Linked DNA regions of Ovis aries: region 2 is linked to region 1. A link is a contact called in public Hi-C data. All regions are on one chromosome and are shown on one strand. Each heading gives the region's core, a stretch centred on a gene start, on an enhancer-like site or on the middle of the called end of the contact. The rest is flanking DNA. Distances are from core to core; before and after follow the strand shown. Region 1 overlaps MYLK2 (myosin light chain kinase 2). Region 2 has its middle 9.1 kb from the start of HCK.

Evidence for each region. A called contact is a pair of places that touch in the nucleus more often than the background predicts.
Region 2: a contact with region 1 is called in a Hi-C map of skin fibroblasts, with 2.2 times the contacts expected there. The contact joins two enhancer-like sites. A contact is called at or near these places in 8 of 16 Hi-C or Micro-C datasets (hypothalamus, liver, mixed tissues and 5 more).

Annotation. Positions count from the first base shown.
Region 1 is chr13:61,027,335-61,034,689 of ARS-UI_Ramb_v3.0, forward strand. MYLK2 (myosin light chain kinase 2) reads left to right here. Exons shown (of 14, transcript XM_060397686.1): 4 at 1-48; 5 at 1,297-1,595; 6 at 3,371-3,476; 7 at 4,045-4,138; 8 at 6,193-6,302; 9 at 6,399-6,540. LOC121816196 (a long non-coding RNA gene) reads right to left here. Exons shown (of 2, transcript XR_006055675.2): 2 at 3,072-6,665. Among named protein-coding and RNA genes, the nearest start is that of MYLK2, 18 kb to the left of the region's middle. Within about 2 kb of position 2,272, at least 35 of the 54 cell types and tissues checked have an H3K27ac peak or open chromatin away from gene starts, as enhancers often do. A contact at or near this core is called in liver, where this site is marked.
Region 2 is chr13:61,216,648-61,224,241 of ARS-UI_Ramb_v3.0, forward strand. No RefSeq gene overlaps it. Among named protein-coding and RNA genes, the nearest start is that of HCK, 9.1 kb to the right of the region's middle. Within about 2 kb of position 2,949, at least 17 of the 54 cell types and tissues checked have an H3K27ac peak or open chromatin away from gene starts, as enhancers often do. A contact at or near this core is called in liver, where this site is marked.

The DNA.
Region 1 (7,355 bases), core at 1,022-3,521:
CACACCAGCCTTTCTGCACAGCCCCAGCTGCCCCGCCGCCATCTCGAGGTGAACGGCCCCTGCCTGGGGGCGGGGAGGGATCGGGCACCATCACCACATTCAGTGCTGGCTTGGGTAGTTCCGATGTTCAGCTCTCTCTGTCCTAGGCATTGGCCTGACCACCTGGTCTTCCTGCAGAGATCAGAACTATGTGATAGTTCACAGAAGCCTGTGAACTGTGAGCTGTGACACAGCCTCTGCTGTGTCAGGCAGCAGAGGACCTCAAAGACCCCTTCTCCAGGCATCTGGAGTCCAGAGTGCCCCTTACCCCATGGACTTGGGTCTCACCAAGGCCAGGACTGAGATGTCCAGAGGAAGAGATAACTCATCTTCTTAATACAGTTATTGGTATAATCTGAAAATATGACTAATAATCAGGCTGATAGATCATTACTAATACTCTTGAAGTGAAAAGTGAAGTGAAAGTGAAAGTCACTCAGTTGTATCTGACTCTGCAGCCCCATGGACTATACAACCCATGGAATTCTCCAGGCCAGAACACTGGAGTGGGTAGCCTTTCCCTTCTCCATGGGATCTTTCCAACCCAGGGGTTGAACCCTGGTCTCCTACGTTGCAGGCAGATTCTTTACCAACTGAGCTATCAGGGAAGCCCACTATATTCTTAGAGCTATAATACACCACCAGTCTCAAGGTGCAATCCGTTAGCTTTACCTGAATGCCAATGATATAAGTGAGGTTATTAATGATATATTTATTGTAAACCACAATAATAACACTTACCATACCAGTTTGAACTATGTGGTAATATAAATTAGTATCATTAATATGTTATCAATTGTATCACCATAATTTTATGAATCAAGAGCTACATAACCTCCCTAATTGTTGCTACCTAATGATTAACCAAATCAGCAATCCTGTTAACAGTTGTTAATGATCTCTTAGTGCATTGATACTCAAAATAGCAACACAGACATGGGAATTCTCTGGTGGTCCAGGGGTTAGGGCTCTGCACTTCCACTGCACGGGGCGTGGGTTGGTCGTTGGTCGGGGAACTAAGATCCTGTACGTCGCATGGCATAGCTGGGAAGAAACAACCACTACCACCACAGACATTTATGTATTATTAACATCCCCGGATTTTATATGAAGTGAATTTGGATTCACCATCCCACGTGTTTGGGTGGGGGCAAGGCTGTATCAGCTCTAGATTGCAGACAAGGTTTTGGGAGGCCTGCCGGGGGGCGGGGGCTGTGGCTGCTAAGGGTATCACCCTTCTGTGTTCTCACATTTCAGCCTTGAGAAGCCACTGGCCGAGAAGCCCCTAGATGAGACATCAGACCTCATCTTTGAAGGGGTGCCTGTGACCCCTGGCCCCACGGAAAGGGAGCCAGCCACAGTAGCAGAAGGAGAGAAGAACCTCCCGGGAGGCAGCCAGAAGGAAGAAGAGAAGGCTGCAGGCCAGGCTGGCCAGGCTGGGGTGCAAGGGGACACCTCGAGAGGAATCGAATTCCAGGCCGTTCCCTCGGAGAGAGCGGAGGTGGGGCAGGCCCTCAGTCCCACAGCCAGGGAGGAGGACTGCTTCCAGATTTTGGGTAGGCTGGGGCTGCCCTGGAGCCCAGGGAGGAGGGAAGGGGCTCCCCGTGTCTCCCCCTTCTCCTCGCTTAGAGCACTAAACTCTTCTGAGCCACCTCACCCAGGGTGATTCATAAAAGTGTCATCCAACCCCAGGAAGTCTGAGTTCCTAGTCCCCTTCAAGAGACGGGGAAATGAGGACTCAGAAAAGGGAGCACCCCAAACCCACAGCTAGAACAGGATATGAACCTGACTCCAGAGCTCTCTTGTTTACTTTCTTCTACACTGGCTAAAATGGAGTTAAAAAAAAAATCATACATGTTGGAGCACCACCAGTACTCTGGACGGTGGGGTTTGAAGTTACCCTGTAAAAGGGCTCAAATGCCCTTTTAAACTGCATCCTGGACGAGTAGGGAGGGTCATGGGAGCCACAGAGGGCTGTGAACTGAGGAGCACAGGTGTGTGTGTGGAGGCGGGAGGGAGGCGGTGCCCAAGGAAGCTGGGCACGCGAGATGGGCAGGGCCGGAGCGGCCTCAAGTGCTGATGGTTTATTCAGCGAGCAGAAGGGAGCCACTGAGCGTGAGCAAGCTTGGCCAGTAGGTGAATAGGGAAAGGGCTCGGGAAAGGGTGCAGCAGGCCTGGGGGGTGGGGTGAGATGGGGTCAGGAGAGCCCAGAGTGTCCTGACAACCCCCCTCCTCCAGGCCGAGGTGCCCCGGGAGACCTGCCAGTCTGCCTGGTGAGCGGCATGGTGCCACCCAGACAGGGTGGGAGGGCCTGGCGGCTGGGCGGCAGCCAGGAGCCCTGCCTCCTCCCCTGAGCAGCGGCACAGACCTCCAGGGCCCACTCGGCCCAGCAATCACATCCTCGAGGGACGGACCTGAACAACCTCCAAGGGCCGTCTGATTTATCACCAGCCGGCTTCCCCTGCGGCCTCTTGGCTATTTATAAAGAGGTTTCCATTCCCGGTGACTCAGCCTGTCGGCGTGCAGGGCCTGCTGTTCCCCGTATTGTCACTAGGTGGCAGCAAGTCCCTACCAAACAGCTCCTTTCCCGGCTCCTCCCCGCTCACCCCTGCCCCTGGGCCAGGGCCAGGGGATACCCATTCCACAGGTGGTGAGAGCTTGTGGTGTTATTAGAGGGGGTGGTAGGCAGGTCCCATCCTCGACTCCTTCAGACACAGTAACGCCTATCTGGCATGGCGCTCCACCATTATAGTTGAAAGTGAAAGTTAGTAGCTCAGTCCTGCCCAACTCTTTTCAACTCCGTGGGCCGTAGCCCATCAGGCTCCTCTGTCTATGGAATTCTCCAGGCCAGAATACTGGAGTGCGTTGCCATTCCTTTCTCCAAGGGATCTTTCCGACCCAGAGATTGAACCCTGGTCTCCTGCATTGCACACAGATTCTCTGAGCCACCAGGGAGCTCTCGGTTGCGAACTCCCCACCCCCACCCCGCCCCGCTCCGCCCTTTTTAAAAATGGAAATGCAAAACTTTGGGATGGAGTCTTCATACTTTATAATGTGGGAGGGTCTGAGGAGTCCAATCAGCCGTACCCACTGTTGTGCCGGGAGAAGCTGAGCCCCCCTCTGACAAAGGCCTCCCAAGGAGGGCGAGTGTTGGTGGCAGAGCTGACTTTGGAAACTGGGCCCCTAGCCCCTGTCCTGGAGCCAACTGTCTCCCAGGTATCACTTGGTGAGCACCCCTGGACGGGGCCTAGGCCAGGCAGGAGGGCATGGTGCCAGGGTGAGTCCTTAGCAGCCCCAGCACTGACCGAAATGGCTCTGCTCTGCTCCACAGATGACTGCCCACCGCCCCCAGCCCCCTTCCCCCACCGCATTGTGGAACTGAGGCCCGGGAACATCAACAATCAATTCAGCCTGAACTCCAAGGAGGCACTGGGCGGGTGAGAGCTGGGGCCCCGAGCCCCTGGCCCATGGGCAGGAGAGCATGAAGTCCCCAGGCCTTACATCTGCCCCATGGAAGGCCCAGACATTCCAATCAGACGTGAGCCACACGGTCACAACTTCTTCCATGTGGTCTCACTTGTCTGTGTGCAGGCTGTTAAATGGCTGGTGTGTCAGTCACTCACACAAACACACCATTGGTCATTAGGTGTGTCCCGTAGGAAGCACGTAATACTGTCCTGTGTGTCTCAGTTTGGAGTACCACACTGACCCCTTGAGGGTGATCCCCTGTTTTGTTAGAAGTCCTGAAGTTCCCTCCCCCGGGGCCTGGAGCCCTTGCCTGCCTGTGAGGTGCCCATCAGGGGCTGTCCTTTGATGAGCCTATCCTGCCTGAGCCTGTGATTTGTGTGGGTCAGCCGTGGTCTCTGCAGTAGAGCTCACGTTTTGGGAGGGTACTGGAGCTGGCTGGGATTTCCCCATCTCACAGGGAACAGAGCACAGCACCCCCCACACCCCTCCCAACTTGGCCTTTGGAACTCCCTTACTCTCAGCCTCTTCTCTCTCCAGCGGCAAGTTTGGAGCGGTCTGTACCTGCACAGAGAAGGCCACAGGCCTCAAGTTGGCAGCCAAGGTCATCAAGAAACAGACACCCAAAGACAAGGTAGTGCAGTCTGGCTGTGGGGAGGAGGAGGGGAACCTTGGAGTGGGTGCCTCTCTCCTCCTGCCACCCACACGTATGCACCAGGGGCTGGGGGTGTGAAGCTTGATGCTCCAAAGATATCACACAGATCAACAGATAGACAGGCGGACAGTCCTGCCATAGGGGCCTGATGCCCCTGACCATAAACTTCACCCCACAGTTGGTGAATTTATCTTGGGGACTTTCCCTTCAAGCCCTCTGGTTCAAGTCAGTAAGGGCTGATGAGCACAGGCTCTGGGCCAGATGCTATGCTGTGCACTGGAGGTCCCTGAGGGAAGCCAGGTGGTCCCTGCCCTCTGAGAACAGCAAGAGAAACAGGCCTCAACACCAGCCCGGGGCCTGGTTCAGAGCAGTGTGCGTTCAAGGAGTAAATGATAGACTCATGTGGAGTGAGGGAGTCGGGTGTGTGAGGAGGTGATGGCAACCTAGCAGCCTGGCATGGGGAGAGCTACATAACTCAGGAAAGCTAGGGCGGGAGGGTGGGGAGAGGAGTTGTCACAGTGGAGTCTCCTGACTCACCCGCAGGTCAGCAAAGAGTCTCCTGAATGAAGGCTTTGAAGAAGGAGGAGCTGTTTTCCAGTGGGAAAGGCAGGGGAGAGATTTTCAGACAGAGGAGACTGTGGATAGAAAGGCCTGAGGATCAGAAATGGCAGGTGGGAACCCTTGAGTCGAGATCAAGACCAGGGGAGCAGAGACAGCACATGCAGAGGCCTGGAGCCCAGAAGGAGCAGGAGAAGCAGCTCCGGAGGAGTGCTGGGAGGTCGGGGAAGATCTTCTTTGTGACTCTTTCTCTGTTGCTTCCACTTAACGGGGCTCAGGTCCCAGGCCTCTATCATGGACCTGGCTCAGCGGAGATGCTCAAATGTGATGTGTAAATTAATTGGAGTCAGCTATTGATTGACTAATTATTGGGTACTTTTTCACAGTGCTGTGTACTGTGCCAGGTGCTAGGGAAATGGCATCGAACAAGTCCTAACATGCTAGAGAAGGGGAACAGACAACTAAAACCAATCCAAAACATAAAAAGTGTGGTGTCCGGAGCCGAGACAGTGTTAAGAAAAGTAAAGCCAGGAAGGAACAGGGTGTGTGGAGCCGCTCAGATAGGGTTAGGTGGCATTAGGCTTCTCTGAGGAAGTGGCGTGGAAGGTGAGATATTCTAAGGAATGGAATAATGGAAAATGGAACAGTCCAGGCAGTGATCCAGTGCTCTGGGGGAGCAGGTCTAGGGAGAGACCTGATCTATAACATCTGCCAATTTCCTTGGTGTAAATATTCCTACTGTGGTTGATTTCAAGCTACGGATATGACCACTGGCTGGCAGACTTTCTGAAAGTGACAAATAATGGCAGCCAAAACTAGGAAGGCAGTGGTGGGGGAGCTAAGAAATGATTGGATTTGTAATCTACTTGGGATGTGGAGTCAAAGGATTTACTGACGGGTTGCTTCCTCTTGTGAGGAAGCAAAAATAAGAGAGAAACCCTGGAAAGCTCCTAACTTTCTATCCTGCACACTGGGGTTAAAAATGACGGCCTTTTGCTGATGGACATGCTGCGGGCAACTCAACTGTGGGGAAAGGGTGGTATCAAGGGTTTAATTTTGGACATGAGAGATTTGACATGCCTATTAGGCATCCAAGGGGGAGGGACTGGTGTCTGGAGTTCAAAGGAGTACTTGCGGGTGGAGATATGTATTTGGGAATCAGTCACATCTGGATGGAATTTCCAGTCATGGGACTTGAGAATGCCCTGGGAGAGTGTAGAGCAGGGAGGGCTGAGCGGGAAGGATGGGGCCCAGGATTCAGCCAGCAGGAGGCAAAGAACCAGCAAAGCAAAGGAAAGATGTCCCAGCAGAAATGACTGTGTGGTAAGGACACAGGCTGGAGGGTAGGGAGATAGGAGGCGAGGAGACCAGTGAGGAGCGGGAGGGCAGCAGTTCAGGTTAGGTCCACCCCGAAGAGGGTGGAGGGCAGGGAGTCATGATGCTCAGATGGTACCCCTGATGCTCCTTGTCCCCAGGAAATGGTGTTGCTGGAGATTGAAGTTATGAACCAGCTGAACCACCGCAACCTGATCCAGCTCTATGCGGCCATCGAGACCCCACATGAGATAGTCCTCTTCATGGAGTAGTGAGTGTTGGCGGCAGGGTGGGGGCCTGGGGTGGGGGGGGGGAGCAGAAGGCAGCAGGCCCAGAGGCAAGCCTGTAGAGGGGTCTGTGCACACAGCATCGAGGGTGGCGAGCTCTTCGAGAGGATTGTGGACGAGGACTACCAGCTGACTGAGGTGGACACCATGGTGTTTGTCAGGCAGATCTGCGATGGCATCCTCTTCATGCACAAGATGAGAGTTCTGCATCTGGACCTCAAGGTACTCAGGGTGGGCAGCTTCCTGGGAGAGGTCGGGGTGGCATCAGACCACCTGAGATCACCGCTGCAGCCAGCCATCCCTCCATCCCCCGTGACTCCTTCTCCTCCTCCATCCAGTCCTTCCAGCTGTAAGAGTCAAAACAGGGGACATATCAGAGAGCAAGAAAGACTTGGTCCCAGCCCTCTCGAGTCTGGAGTTGTTGTAGCACTTGTTGAAAGGGTCTCTTGCAGTCCTGTGAGCCGCACATATAACACTAGCTGATCAGTGTTGCAGGAGCATCTGCTTCTGTGTAGGCCCCTGATGGGCACTGCTAATGTTTATTTACTTATTCCACAAACATGTGTTGAGGGCCCACTAGGTGCCAGGCAGTGTTGGTGATGGAGACCCACTGGTGAACAAAATAGATAAAAATGCCTGCCCTCATGGAGCTTACGTTCTAGAAGGGGAATCAGGAAGACACGTCAGTAAGTATAGTGTTGGGCTTCCCTGGTGGCTCAGCGGTAAAGAATCTGCCTGCCAAGCAGGAGACTCGGGTTCGATCCCTGGGTTGGGAAGATCCCCTGGAGAAGGGAATGGCAACCCACTCCAGTATTCTTGCCTGGAGAATCCCATGGACAGAGGAGCCTGGCCGGTTACAGGTCCTGGGGTCGCCAAAGAGTGCGACACGACTTAGCGACTAGAACCAGAGCAAAGTGCAGTGTTGGTGCAGCAGCATGCACAGGGCAGGCACTAACGGAAGTGTGTGCTGAGGGAACGTTTGTGTTCTTCTTGCTCGATATCTTGCACATAGCAGGTGAGGGAGAGCAAATACTGGG
Region 2 (7,594 bases), core at 1,699-4,198, 190 kb after region 1:
CTTTAGTTGCTGTCATGTCTGACTCTTTTCGACCTCCTGGACTCCCTGCCAGGCTCCTCTGTCCATGGGCTTTCCCAGGCAAGAATACTGGAGTGGGTTGCCATTTCCTCCCATTTCCTTCCCAGCCCAGGGATCAAACTTGCATCTCCTGCATTGGCAGGCAGATTCTTTACCACTGAGCTACCAGGGAAGCCCAGCTCTCTGTGTACTGATGTGGAATTGTTTCCAGGATAAAGTAATTGGAAAAAAGAAAAGCAAGATGCAGAATAATGCACTTTGGATGGTGCTATCCTTCTCTTTAAAGAGGGCAGAGAATGTCTGTGTCTCCGCATGGAATACATAGTTCTGGAAGGATATACAAAACAGGTGATAGTTGTTGTCTCTGAGCTGGAGGAATGTACAGTTGTAAAATATGGAGGAAAAGAAACTCTCTTTTCGTGATGTATCTTAAATATTGTGCCATGAGTATGAATCACAGAAAAACAATTAAAAATGTGTTACTGCAGTATTTATCATACTCTACAACCCCATGTGTTTCCGTGTCTACCTGACCTCCCCATCTCCATCTCCAACACATGCACACACACACACAGATCTTGATCTTGTAAGGGGGATGGGAAGAACTGGTTGTGACTTATGCTCCCTCCTGGAGCCCAACACAGCATCCAACACAAAGCAAGTGCTCAGAGAATCTGAATCCATATTCACAATGACTTCCTTCTCCAAGAAGCCCCCACGTAGTCTCACCTCCTGGCATTCCTGCTCTTGTGTGGGCCACTCCCACATGGAATGGAGATGACCTGTGTGACCAGCGTGATGCATCACCTCCTCTCTCCAATTACTCGCTCTAGGGGAAGCCAGCCGCCATGTCATCCGCACACTCAGGCAACCAACCTTATGGGGGGGTCCACGTAGTGAGCTTCTGGGCCTCCTGCCAACAGTTGTATGAGTGAATCATCCTGGAAATGGCTCTTCAGCCCCAGTCAATCCTTCATTTGACTGTAAACCAGGTTTACCTTGCCTGTTTCAGAGAGACCCCAAGCCAGAGCCACTAAGCTAAGCTGCTTCCAGATTCCTGACCACAGAAACTGTGTGAGATAACTGTTTATAATGTTTTAAGCTATTAAATTTAGGGGCAATTTGTTACACAGCAATGTGTAAATAGTACAGTCAATAGTCTTTATTAAGCATCTAGTAAGGTAAGTAAAAGACGCTTACTCCTTGGAAGAAAAGTTATGACCAACCTAGACAGCATATTCAAAAGCAGAGACATTACTTTGCCAACTAAGGTCTGTCTAGTCAAGGCTATGGTTTTTCCTGTGGTCATGTATGGATGTGAGAGTTGGACTGTGAAGAAAGCTGAGTGCCAAAGGATTGATGCTTTTGAACTGTGGTGTTGGAGAAGACTCTTGAGAGTCCCTTGGACTGCAAGGAGATCCAACCAGTCCATTCTGAAGGAGATCAGCCCTGGGATTTCTTTGGAGGGAATGATGCTAAAGCTGAAACTCCAGTACTTTGGCCACCTCATGTGAAGAGTTGACTCATTGGAAAAGACTCTGATGCTAGGAGGGATTGGGGGCAGGAAGAGAAGGGGTCGACAGAGGATGAGATGGCTGGATGGCATCACTGACTCGATGGACGTGAGTCTGAGTGAAGTTGGTGATGGACAGGGAGGCCTGGCGTGCTGCGATTCATGGGGTCGCAAAGAGTCGGACATGACTGAGTGACTGAACTGAACTGAAGGTAAGTAAGTATGTCAGTTGTATCTGACTCTCTGCGACCCCTTGGACTGTAACCTGCCAGGCTCCTCTGTCCATGAAGTTCTCCAGGCAAGAATACTGGAGTGGATAGCATTCCCTTCTTCAGGGCATCTTCCCAGCCAGGGATCTAACCCAGGTCTCCTGCATTGCAGGCAGATTCTTTACCATCTGAGCTATACTGTGTATCCATTCTGTGGGGGAGTACAAGAAAAAAAGACATGATCCTGCCCTCAGGGGAGAAGGCCATGTCCACATTCATCCTTCAACAAACATTTATTGAGCACTTACTATATACCTGGCCCTGTGTGAGATGCTGATTCATAGAATGCTGGCAATTAAAACAGGACAAAGGGGAACTTTCAGGATTGATGGCAATGTCTATTTTAATGGGGTTGAATTTATATAAATGTACAATCCATTTGCAAAAATTCAGCAAATGAACACTTAATCTTATGCAGTTTGTTGTACATATATTTCACATCAAAAATTTGTAAACAAACATTGAACTAATTCACTCTGAAATACTTTTAAAGAGAAACTGATGCACAGCTAGATGAATAGACGTGATAAAGCAAGTAGAATGTTCATGGTAGATGCAGGTGGTGAGTATAGGGGTTTTGTTGTAAAAGTCTTTGAGTTTTGATGTATTTGGGGGAAGTTTTGCAATAAGAAACTTTACTGAAAGGACCCTCCATAACCATACATACCAATCCTCTCATTTATTATTATTTTAATTACACAAATAAAAACAAATACAGTCTAGTTTTAAAAGCAGAGGAAAGGTCACCACCTCTTTCTCTCTGGTCCCATGTTACACTCTTCTTCAGTGACTATCTCTGTTCTTGTCGGCTGTGTATATAGGTAGACACAAAACAATGTGTTTCCCGTTTGTTTTTGTTTTTTTTAAATGAATAATGCTCTCTATACTATTCTGAAAGCATATATTGGGCTCTCTCCATGATAATTCATACACAACGCCTCAGTTTTAAATTGCTGGGTAGGATGTGCCCTCTCATTCAAGATGTGAGTCTCAGAAAGGAGGTCTTTTTTAGGAATAATGAGTTAGGACTGCCAGGAGGCGAGCCTCCTCCCCGGGCTCCAGGCCTGGACTCACCTAGCCGGAGCTCGGCCACCGTGTGAAGACCAGGCTGAGCGCGGGTTGGCGGGCAGGTCCTGCTCTGCCCCGCCCATCTTCCCGCCCATCCCTCCGCCCTTTCGAAGGACTCCCCTGGGCTCTGGTGCACCCGGACCCAGGAGGAAGTCCGCGTAGCGCTTCCTCTTTTGTCGGCCTCCGGAGACACTGGGGGAAGGGAGTAGGGTTGTGAAACCGAACTGTCCCCTACCCCTCCTCCCCGGGGGAGATCCATCAGCTGGAGGTGGCCACGCAGCTGGGGGCAGAAAAACAACTCCGTGGACACCCCCTCCACCCCCGTCCCCGTTCCGCTCCGCCACACCCCTGAGCAGGAGGTCGGCTGCCGCTAGGGTATACCTGGGGTAGGTGGGCTTCCAAGACACCCATAGGGCAATCTCCCTGGTCACCCTCATGGAAAAGTCCCAGCTCCTTATCCGGTACTGCTGCTGCCATCTCCAGCCTCCAGATGTGCCTTCTCTTGCCTAGGGCTTCAGTTCAGTTCAGTTCCGTCGCTCAGTCGTGTCCTACTCTTTGCGACCCCATGAATCGCAGCACGCCAGGCCTCCCTGTCCATCACCAACTCCCGGAGTTCACTCAGACTCACGTCCATCGAGTCCGTGATGCCATCCAGCCATCTCATCCTCTGTCGACCCCTTCTCCTCCTGCCCCCAATCCCTATCAGCATCAGAGTCTTTTCCAATGAGTCAACTTTTCTCATGAAGTGGCCAAAGTATTGGAGTTCCATTCAGACACCAACAAAAAGAAGGTTTGTGTTTCCTCAAACAGGCCAGTCTTCAGTCTTTGAAAGGCTGTAGTTTCTGTCTGGAGGACCCTTTGCCGTGACCTTAAACCTCAAAGGATCACCTTCTCCAAGAAGTTCTCCGTGATGCACCGCAGGCAGAGCCAGTGTCCCTCCTACTTGGTTCTACAATGTCATGTGCCTCTCTACCACAGAATTTTCTACTTCTGTGTCTAAGTTGTTGGTCTAAGTTTCTGTCTCCCTAGCTGAATTGCTTGAGGGCCAAAACTATCTTGTAAATTTTTGTCCTGGCAGCTCCTGACTGCTTTCGGAGAGATTAAAGGACATGGGCCCTAACCTTGCTCAGGTGAATTAACAGAGAGAGCTGTAAAACAAGCTTGTAGAAGAGTACAGAGAGTATATTCATTTTTTAAAAATATAACATGGTTATTTTTTTTACCTATGTGTGCGTGCATGCTCAGTCACTCAGTGGTGGGTAACTCTTTATGACCCTGTGGACTGTAGCCTGCCAGGATCCTCTGTCCATGGAATTCTCCAGGCAAGAATACTGGAGTGCGTTGCCTTTTCCTCCTCCAGGGAATATTTCCCACCCAGGGATCGAATCCACATCACCTGCAGCTTCGGCATAGGCAGGCGGATTCTTTACCACTGTGCCACCTACCTATATTTGTATGTAAATATGTAAAGAAAAGCCTGGAAGCTACACAAAGTAAGCCCTTAATAAGTATTAATAGAATTAATGAATGGGTTTGGATCCTAGGCACTGCCATTCATTTCGTCATTCTATTTGTTTCCTTCATTCAGTTTCTCCATCTATAAAACAGTGTACATGAATAGTATCTGCATGGAACATGCCAAAAAAATGTAGAAAAGATAGACAACAAACAGGTTAACATAGATATGTATTAGAGTGCCTGGTGGTGACAAGTTCCCTGGAGAAAAATAAGCCAGGGCAGGGGCGGAGGTGGGCTTGGCGGGGGCAGCTAGAGAAGATGGAGACTGGAGGAGTTTTTTAAGAAGGACCTTCTAGGGGCTACTGTGAAGTTCTCATGGGCTAACCTTCTCAGTTTTTCATTTGCCTCTCTTGGAAAATGAGGGCAACAGTGACCTCCTGCCTGGGAGAGTGTAGCTGTGAAACGAACACTGGCTACTTGGCAGCTAAAAGGGGAAATATCTGGGCCCTGAAATAATCATTGTGGCTCTCTTCCCCATCCCCTATCCTGCTTTGAATGTAGAACAATCAGCAGTTCCCAAAGCATTTGAAATAAATAAAATGCAAATATTCCTGGAAATAGGAAAATATGTTTCTGAAAGAGCAGCCCTCTGTTCCTCTGTAAAGTGAAGGCTGCGTTGTTCTCCAAGACTGAGCCCTGTGTCATGTCCCACCATCAGCATCTCTCTCTCCCTGCTCTTCAGTCTCCAGGGCACACTCACCAAGTTTGTGTAGTTGTTACAAGCTTTTGGAGGCACACTGGAGGCTCAGAGACCTGGGTTTGAATTTGTTCTTGGCTGTGTGACCTTGGACAAGTGTCTTTACTCCTCTGAGCCATCCTCTTATAATCATCCCTGTTTCAAGGAGATTAAATGAGATGATGTAAGTGAGGGCACAGTAATGAACTTGACATGCAATGATTCAGTGACCTGGTGAGGTCAGCGCTCTTACCATTCCACTTCACAGATGAAGAAGCATGGACAGAGAGGAGTAGAGTAACTTGACCAACGTCACAGCTAGTGAGAAGCAGTCAGTCCAGCCTCAGTGCCTTTGCTTCCATCATTCTTGCCCTGCTGGCCCCAGTGTCAAGTGCACAGACAGAACCTTTTGGGACTCTTCATCCCCTAAAAATCCTACCTAGCTCAACTCTATCTTGTCCATGAAATCTCTGATATTTTAAATGACTTTACTTTTGAATAATTAATATTATTTTTTGAATAATTAACATATTCAGGTGGTTCAAAATTCGAGAGTACCAAGGGTATACTAGGACCAATAAGCCTCCGTCTCTCCTCTCTCATCCAGCTACATAGTTCCCTTCCCTGGAAGAAACCACAGGAGCTGTTTCTTATGTGTGCCCTTCCTGACTCAGTCCAGGCATGTGCTGGTACATTCCCATATCTTTGTTTTCTTGTTCTACACACATAGAAAAACATAATTGAAGCTGTTATGCACCTCGCTCCCCTCCACTTACACACTTGTTCCCTATTAGTACATAGAACTTTCTTCATTTTAAAAAAGTATTATTGAATTATAATCCACATAGTCATCCATTTAAATGTACAGTCGAGTAATATTTCATATGTTATCAGAGTTGTGCAGCCATTAAGACATTTTCGTTACCCACTCCCCCCCACAAAAAGCCCTGTACCCATTAGCAGTCAGTCCTTGCTTCTTTCCACTCCCACCCTAGACAATCACTAACCTACTTTCTATTTCTGTAAATTTGCCTATTTTGGATATTTCATAGAAATGGAATTATACAATGTGTGATATTTTGTGACCAACTTCTTTCATGTAACAAATATTCAAAGTTCATGTGGTACATATATCGATGCTTCATACCATTTTGTTTTCAAATAATAGTCCATTGAATGGATATAGCACATTTTATTTATCCACTGATGGACATCAGAGTTGTTTCCACTTTGGGGCTATTATGAATAATGCTGCTATGAAAATTTCATTTACAAATTTTGATGTAGATACATTTCAATACTGTTTGGTAGACACCCTGGAAGTGGGATCACCTGGAAGTGGGTTCCATGGTAAATCCATGTTAACTTTTTAAGGATCTGCCACACCACTTTCCAAAGGGGCTGCACGGTTTTACATTTCCACCATGATATGTGAAGGTTCTAATTTCTTCGTGGTCTTATCAACTGTTGCTATTATGTGTTTATTCTTATTAGCCATTCTAATGGATGTGAAATGGCATCTCATTGTGGTTTAATTTGTAGTTCCCTAATGGCTAAGTGTTTTTATGTGCTTATTAGCTACTTGTATAGCTTCTTTGGAGAAATACCTATTTAGATCTTTTGCCCACTTTTCAAGTATGTTGTCTTTTTATTATTGAATTATGTTGCTTAAATATTTAGGCTACCAGTACCTTATCAGATGTATGACTTGCAAATATTTTCTCCCTTTCTGTGTGCTGTCTTTTCATCTTCTTGATTGTATCATTTGCAATACAAGTTTTTACTTTTGATGAAGTCCAATTTATCTATTTTTTCTTTTATCTCTTATGCCACATCTAAGATTGCTTTGCCTAACCTAAGGTTGTGAAGATTTAATTCTAAGAGTTTTATAGTTTTGGGTCATACACTTAGTTCTATGATCCATTTTGAACTAAATTTTGTGGGTGGTGTGAGATAGGGGTTCAACTTATTTTGCATGGGGATATCCAATTGTTCCAAAACCGTTTGTTGAAAAGACTATTCTTTCTTCCCATTGAATTGTCTCAGCACCCTCGTTGAAAATCAATTGGCAGTCAATGTGAGGATTTACTTTTGGACTCTTAATTCTGTTCCATTGATCTATAGTTCTACATTTATGCCAGTAACCACACTATCTTGATTACTGTAGTTAAGTTTTCAATTAAAAAGAGTGAGTCCTTCAGTGTTTACTTTTTCAAGATTGTTTTGGCTGTTCTGGGTTCCTTGCATTTCTATGCAAATTTTAGGGTGAACTTGTCTATTTTTATTGTTTAAAAAAGATACCTGGGGTTTTGATAGGGATTTGGTTGACCATTTTGGGGAGTGTCATCATCTTAATATTAAGTCTTCTAGTCCGCAAAGGGGATGTCTTTTCCATCCCATGAGATGACTTTATTTAGGTCTTCTTAAGCTTCTTTCAAAAATGTTTCTTGGTTTTCCAAGTATCTTGCACTTCTTTTGTTAAATTGATTCCCAAGTATTTTATTCTTTTCATTAATATTGTAAGTGAAATTG